Regions from separate parts of the Mus musculus genome. Here region 2 is linked to region 1. Evidence: chromatin contacts called from public HiChIP or PLAC-seq data. All regions are on one chromosome and are shown on one strand. Each heading gives the region's core, a stretch centred on a gene start, on an enhancer-like site or on the middle of the called end of the contact. The rest is flanking DNA. Distances are from core to core; before and after follow the strand shown.

The links. HiChIP or PLAC-seq counts read pairs in DNA pulled down with a chosen protein or histone mark.
Region 2: a contact with region 1 is called in an HNF4G HiChIP or PLAC-seq map of pancreatic cancer cells. The contact joins two enhancer-like sites. A contact is called at or near these places in 4 of 39 promoter capture datasets (the 3T3-L1 cell line, hippocampal neurons, liver and 1 more) and 1 of 115 datasets of contacts at active chromatin or transcription factors (pancreatic cancer cells).

Annotation. Positions count from the first base shown.
Region 1 is chr6:135,025,054-135,028,900 of GRCm38.p6, reverse strand. No RefSeq gene overlaps it. Among named protein-coding and RNA genes, the nearest start is that of Ddx47, 15 kb to the right of the region's middle. Within about 2 kb of position 2,485, at least 69 of the 459 cell types and tissues checked have an H3K27ac peak or open chromatin away from gene starts, as enhancers often do. A contact at or near this core is called in pancreatic cancer cells, where this site is marked.
Region 2 is chr6:136,610,388-136,614,006 of GRCm38.p6, reverse strand. It overlaps Plbd1 (phospholipase B domain containing 1), which reads left to right. Exons shown (of 11, transcript NM_025806.2): 9 at 30-215; 10 at 1,164-1,270; 11 at 1,659-1,936. The coding sequence ends at 1,829. It also overlaps a transcript of Atf7ip not described here. Among named protein-coding and RNA genes, the nearest start is that of Gm40409, 18 kb to the left of the region's middle. Within about 2 kb of position 2,261, at least 20 of the 459 cell types and tissues checked have an H3K27ac peak or open chromatin away from gene starts, as enhancers often do. A contact at or near this core is called in pancreatic cancer cells, where this site is marked.

The DNA.
Region 1 (3,847 bases), core at 1,236-3,735:
ATCTGCTAGGAGGCTTTTAGAACAGGGATAAGCTGTTTTACTGTCCTCTATAATAGCTCTGAGCTCGTGGGCACATCACAAAACCTACTCAGATGTGTGAACACATACACACTTCCTTTAAGGGTCCCCTAAGGTAGCACGAGCAGACTCTGTTGATGTTACGTCGTGTGAAGCCTAAAATTCAGATTGTATGTGAGACTTCTTGAGGATATTGGGGTAGAGACCAAATTTCAAATCTATTTCTTTTCCCTCTCTTTTTCTAAATATTTTTATCCTAACATCTGTCTGTCTGTCTGTCTGTCTGTCTGTCTGTCTGTCTAGCTAGCTATCTATGCACATGCCCACTTATCACCAAGGCGTGCATGTGGCAATCAGAGGACAGTTTGCATCGTCTGTTTTCTCTTCCTGCTATGTAGGTCTCAGTAACTAAAGTCGCTCTGTAAAGCTTAGCCTTTAGCTCCTGATCAACCTCACCAGCCTTCTCCCATGTAGGCCAGCCTAGGCTACACACACTCCTCTTGCCTTGGCTTTCTGAGTACTGGGATTAAAGGACTGAGCTCTCCACCCACTCCCTGAACCCTCATCCTCTGAAATCCACGAAAACCAACAAACGCCAACAGAAGCCTTGGTTCAACTCTATTAGCGGCAACTCTCGGCTCCCTATATGATTCTTGAATCTCCTTGGGAAAATTCAAAGAAGTAAACACAGAATAAGGGGTGACCAAGAAGGAGTATCACAAACAAGCTTTTCAGAAGTTTCCTCAAAAACTGAGTCATGGCCTCCAGCAAGGGAAATGATGGGTGTCAGGACCCAAGAGTGCCAAGACCCAGCAGGCTGGCCACAACCTCATTGTTCGCCATCGTGTGTCTAAAACAACCCTGACTGAGTTAAGAAAAACGTGGCAATCAAGAAAACTTGTCATGGTCTCTGCTCTCTTGACTCACTGAAAATCACAAGGAGAGCATTGGCTTGAAGGTGGCACTGGGTTTAATAGCCTGGACTGGCGAGTTTCTGAGATGTCAGGCAGCAAGGTAGAGTCACCAGAGGACTCATCTTCAGAGAATGGAGGGGAAAGAGCCAGTGTTCAAGGCTGGGAGGTAAAATAATATATATGTACACACACATATCTGTATATATATACTTTTTATAAATTTATAAAGATATATATAAAACACTTTGTCTCTGTTCTGTAACACACTCTCTCTCTCTCTCTCTCTCTCTCTCTCTCTCTCTCTCTCATCTCTATCTCTGGGGTGGTATGGTGTGTGTGGGTATAAGGGTATGTGTTTTGAACATGGGAAGGCTCACTCGTGTGTGTGTGTGTGTGTGTGTGTGTGTGTGTGTGTGTGTGTGTGTGTGTAGGCCAGAGGTCAACATCCAGTGTCTTCCTTGATTGCTCTTCCTATCATATGGGTCTCAAGGACCAAGCTCAGATAGTTAGGCTTGGCAGAAAGCTCCTTTACCCACTAAATCACCCCACAAGCCCACAACCATATTTTTTTGTTTTTGAGACAGAGTTTCTCATTGAACCTAGAGTTCACCAATTGACTACACTGACTGGCTAGAGAGTCCCAGATGTCCAGCCTCCCTTCCCAAGTGCTGTGATCACAGGCACAGGCCACCACACCAACTGTTCATGAGTTCCGGGGATCTGAACTCAGGCCCTCCTACTTGTACAGCAAGCACTTCAGCAGCTGAGACGTCTGTCCAGCCTCTCATTTTCTTTTTAATGCCAGGAATCAAACCCAGAGCCACGTGCATGTAAACACAGCCTTTGCCATTGAGCTATGCCCTCAGGCCCACAGCCCAATATTGCTGACCATCATGCCTGACTGCTGCTATCATTCTTTTGGATGGAGGACAAGTCCCCATCACTTTGGGCCAAAGACAAAAAGAATAAGTGACTCACTAGCTCCCTGGCACCAAGCCATGAGATAACATGGACAAGTGAAAGCTATGGACTGGCCTGGATGAGGGTACAGCAAAACAGAGGGATATATCGTGAAAGAGGATTCAAGACCCTGAACAACTTACTCTCATACACACTGTGCATTGGGAAGGAAATGCCTGTATTCCCAGGCTCCAGACTGGAGGGGGAGAACCAGGAGTTGGTGACCTATCAATACCTAGATAGGCAGGGGAGACTTTAGCACAAATGGAAAGCTAGCACAGATAGGGACCAGGGAACAGAGCAAGGCTGCATTTTATACAGCATTTAGTTCTCCCAGTCCTAGAGTCTGGGTAACCCAGAGATCCCTGCACACAAAAGGCAAGCTCTCTACCTGTGAGGAAACACCCCAGGCCTGGCCTGGCAGTCCTGTTAAAGACTATCACCCTTCAGATACCTATAGGTACTTCTCATACCTGCCCTGATTGCTACCCCTTAGTCACTGCAGGCCACACAAGAGTACACTGTGTGCCCTTTGATTCTGCACTGCACCCCAGTCACTGCTCACTAGTAACTATTTTTTCCCACAGAGGAAGTGAGGGCGAGCATTTCCCCCTTCTGCCATCTACCGGTGAAAACGAAGATGTTCTGTTATCCTCTCTTAATGGTTGCCCATTGGAAACTAAGTTGGCATCTGAAAGCTTATAGGCATAACACTCATTTGTTATGTGGAGCACATTTAAGGAAATGCAATACTGCCACCACTGGCTGATTCCTTTCGTTCAGTAAGTGCTTGTTGAGTGTATAATGTGAAATGCATACAAAAGACACACATACACATCATATAAGGACTGAGATTTGGAATCAAATTTGGTTTTGTTTTTTTGGTTTGTGTATGTGCTTTTGTTTGGGTCTTTTGACCTAAAATTTTTTTGCATCTATTTATCAGAGGTAGGGTGGAAACTATCACAGGATGTTAAGAGATTAAGAGGAAGTTCTGTGAGTCAGTTCTCTCATTATATGAGTCCTGGGGGGATCAATCTCAGGTCCTCAGGTTTAGTAGCAAGTGCCTTTACCTGCTGAGCCACCTCACTGGCTCTGTTTTCCAAAAGATGGGGTTTCCACGTAGCCCAGGCTGGCTCCAAACTACCTACGCAGCTGATGCTGGCCTTGAACTCCTGATCTTCCTGCTTCTTCCTCCTAAAATCTGAGATTACTGGTATCAGATGAACAGATGGCTGTAAGCAGACGAAAGCTCTACCATGGTTTGAGAATGGCCCCCAATGCATGGAGGTGTTTGGGAAGAATTAGGCGGCGTGTCCTTGTTGCAACAGGTGTGTCACTGGAGGTAAACTTGGAGGCTTCGAACGCCCATTCCAGGCCTAATCTCCTTCGTTCTGCCTCCTGTTTGTGGATCAGATCTAAGCACTTAGCTACTGCCATGTTCCCTAGCTTGATGATCATGGCATAATCCCGAAACTATAAGCAAGCCCCCAATAAATGCTTCCTTTTATATGATGTCTCCTCACAGCAACAAAGTCTCTAAGACAAGCTCCAGCGGTATCAACAGGTATGAGGGTCCTACAGACTGTGTGGCCTCCAGCTGAGCATGTTCTTGTCTTCAATCATGGCCCAGAGCTCTTGTCTACTTAGGTGTGACTGTTTGGCGATACTTCCCAGACCTCAAGTTTCTGCAGTTATTTTTAGCTGTAGTTTTAGTGCATTCTTGAGACAGGTGAGGCATAAAGAATGTAGGTGTGGGTCACCCTTGAATCTCCAGTGCTTGGGCTGAGTCTCTTGTCATTCCAGCCCAAGAGTGACTCACACCCTTTTATTATCTGCCCCAAGGCTAGGTTTCACCTCAAGAACTCTGGATTAGAATTGCCACAGCCTAGTCTCTAATTTCTTTTTTGAGGACATGCCTTCTTCATGCTTTGTCACCTGCTTCTGATAAGGTG
Region 2 (3,619 bases), core at 1,012-3,511, 1.6 Mb before region 1:
CCCTACCTTTCTCTTCCATTCCACATCAGGATACTGGGCTTCCTATAATATCCCTTTCCACAAAACAATCTACAACTGGAGTGGCTACCCTCTGCTGGTTCACAAGCTGGGCTTGGACTACTCTTATGACTTAGCTCCACGTGCCAAAATCTTCAGGCGTGACCAAGGGAACGTGACGGACATGGCCTCCATGAAATATATCATGCGATACAACAGTACGTAGCACATTTGTTGAGTCACTCTGCAAAACCCCTTCTCTTCCCTGTGAAATAAGAATTGTGTAAGTCCGCCATCTCTGTACGAGAGAGAATTATAAGAAATTACTGAAGTCAATATCGGATACTACTAATGCTGTACACATATGGCTCAACAAATAGAGCCGTTGCTTCCTTTATAAAGCCTCAGAGAGATTTCTGAAAGGCTGGTAGGGTGGCTCAGCAGATGAGGGCACTTTTTGTCAAGCCTACTGACCTGAGTTTGACCCTCTAGACCCACACAGTAGAAGGAGAGAACTGACTTGCACAGCTTTTCTTCTGACCTCCACAAGCACACCATGGTATGCTTATGTGCACACAGCCTTGTTAGCACAGATACAGACACAAAAACTGAATTCTTCATCAACCCGGCCCTGCCTCCTGAGTGTTGGAACCACACCTGGCTCTACAGATTTTATTTTTGCCTGACCCATCACATCCCACTCCCCCTAAAAAGAAAAAACAAGAACACAAACATGTAAAATACAGAAATAATCCACATAGGGCTATCTCCTTAGCATCACCCGGCCTCCTGCTAGCACACCTCCCAAGTACAAAGGCAGCTAAGAATACTCATTAAGTGCTTTCTTTTGGTGAAGACTTTCCAAGCCTAGTTTGTACTTCATCTGTGGAAAGTGGTGAGAGTTACCTTCTCCCTCTCTCTCTTTCTCCTTCTCCATCCCCTCCCCCTTTCCTCTTTGGGGTATGGTTCTTCGGGGCTGCCCCAGGACTGGGGATTTGTACTTCCTAGTGCAATCCTCAAGCGATCTCTGTATCTAGAAGCAGGCTGGGCTGGGGAGGCCAGTGGGATATGCTCTTTAATGACCCAGGCATGGATAGATACAAAATCTTGCTAAGTATATCTCAGAGTAGCCCATATCTCTTCTTCCTCACCACTGTGTCTCCTAGATTATAAAGAGGACCCCTACAGCAAGGGGGATCCCTGCAGTACCATCTGCTGTCGTGAGGACCTGAATGGAGCCAGTCCAAGCCCTGGAGGATGCTATGACACCAAGGTAATAGACACTCTGATGCTTTCCAATTTACTCCTAACAAGGAGTTAGGCCAGAGGCAAGATGTTTTTGTAGCATAACCCAGTTTGTCCAACCACATATTAAATTCAGGAAGCAGCTTTGTATATAACTACACCTGGCTCTACAGATTTTTGGTAGATTCTCAGCATTCATACGCTGGCTAACAACCATCTGAACTCCAATTCTGGGATATCTACTACCCTCTTCAGGCTTCTACTGGTACTGCAGGCTTGGTACACATATATACTCTCATAGACAAATACTCGTTAAATAAAATAAACAAACCACACTCCACCTTAAGAAGGGCGAATGAAGATTACACAGTCAAATTTTAGATGGTCTTCTCAAATGTTTTCCTCTCTTTTTCCAGGTGGCAGACATCTTTCTTGCATCTCAGTATAAAGCCTATGCCATTAGTGGTCCCACGGTACAAGATGGACTCCCGCCTTTTAACTGGAATCGGTTCAATGACACGCTCCATCGGGGGATGCCAGAAGTCTTTGACTTTAATTTTGTTACCATGAAACCAATTTTGTCATAGGACAAAAAGTGAGACATAGAGATGACAGAAAGCTGCGAATAGGACACCAAAGGCACTCTTAGCTGTATTTTCCCATCTGTACTCTTAATAAAAAATATTAAATTCCCATCTGTGGTCCTGCGTTTAGCCTTGCTGGGAATGCCGCTTGGTCGGGCGAAATGCCAAGTGCCGATTCACCACTCGAGGTGGAAGAACGCAGCCTTGGATGGGGCCTCAGCCCAAGTGAGACACGACATAGGCTGGGGCTGCAGCTCCCTGACTCCTGAGGAGCCCTGGGCCAGGGGCTCCTAAACTGGACATCCAGATGCCATTAGCAGTCACGGGGAGTTGGGGGCCCATGGGCGCTGGGGAATGAATGGGGGAACTCTAGCCTAGCAGCAGTGAGTCAGGGAGCTGAAGGGGCCTTCTGCCAGAGACTTGGACAGCGAGGCTCTGTAGATGAAGCCTGTCTCCTTGCTGCCCATGGGAGTTCTTGATGAGTCAGTCCTTGGTTTCAAATTGTTTATTGACTGTTCATCATGGAAAACACCACTTCCTCAGGATGGACCAGAGATTAGGTACCTTTTGCAGGAAGGAATGTCTGAGAAGGGAAGCTAATTGGCTAAACGCCCAGGGCCCATCCAGCTATTTCATTAGCATGGAGAACTCTGTTCTGATCTACAAGACCACTGTGGGGAGCGTGGTCATGTGTTCCAGGCCAGGAATATGGCAGGGAGCAGGGAGATGCCTACAATCCGCAGATGGGTACCTGGGTCTCAGAACCCACGCAACCTTACCAAGTTTCCTGGCATGGTCCATCGCCCTACACACATCCATTTTCCATAGAGTTGTTTAACAGCAAACATTTCCTGAAGGGTAGAAAGCTACAGAATAAACATGTATGAAACAAATACACAGAAGGATACAGAAACCCTGTCTCAGTTCACTGTTCTCCTTTTAGGCCTGCAAACATCAATCACAGTTCAAGCTAGAACCAAGTTCAAGTGGAGCTGGAGGCAGGACGAAGGCCTGTTAGAGACACCTGCATTTCCCGCGGTCTTTCTCCTTCCCCTGCTGCTAACAGGGGAAGGATCCTTCCTGGTTGTTAATGGGCAGCAGGTTAGACATGCTGTTCTCTCTCACTAGTTGAAAACACCGTATCTAACCAAGTAGCAGTTCTGTGTAACTCCTACTTTCCCAAAGCCAGGGCACAACATCTGGGTGGAGTACCAGGGAGGGAACTGCTGAACAAGGCACTGAACAGGGAGCAAGGGGTTTTTGTGATGGAAGTGGGAGTTTTTAAAGAAACACAAGGACTGAGAACTCTTGGAATGAGTCAGGGTACTCAGAATGTTAAAAACTCAGTCATTTATTTCAAAGTATAAAGTTCAGGCTTGCTGGACAAACCCCACTACAGTCGACACTTACACACGGACACCATTCTACTGTACATTTAGGAAAGAAAGAAAATGAAAACCTTCAAAACCTAATAAAAATAGGGCAACCAACCTGCTACTGCCCAGTTAGCATTAGACCTTAAGGAGGGTCTTACAGCATCTTATTTACATTTTCAACTGCAACAAACAGAAATTCGGATGCGAGTTTCCTACAGGGACTGATTTTCACATTTACATTTGAAATGGTTGATAAAATCCTCAAGCTAGGATCCCCCAGAAGGTGTTTGATTGCTTTGTTCCCTTATTTACAAAAAGAAGAAGGGAGAGAAAATACATTTAAATATTTAAATGATAGGTAGGTATTCAGAGTAAGGCTAACATAGAAAACACAAAACAAAAGCTCAAACATGACAG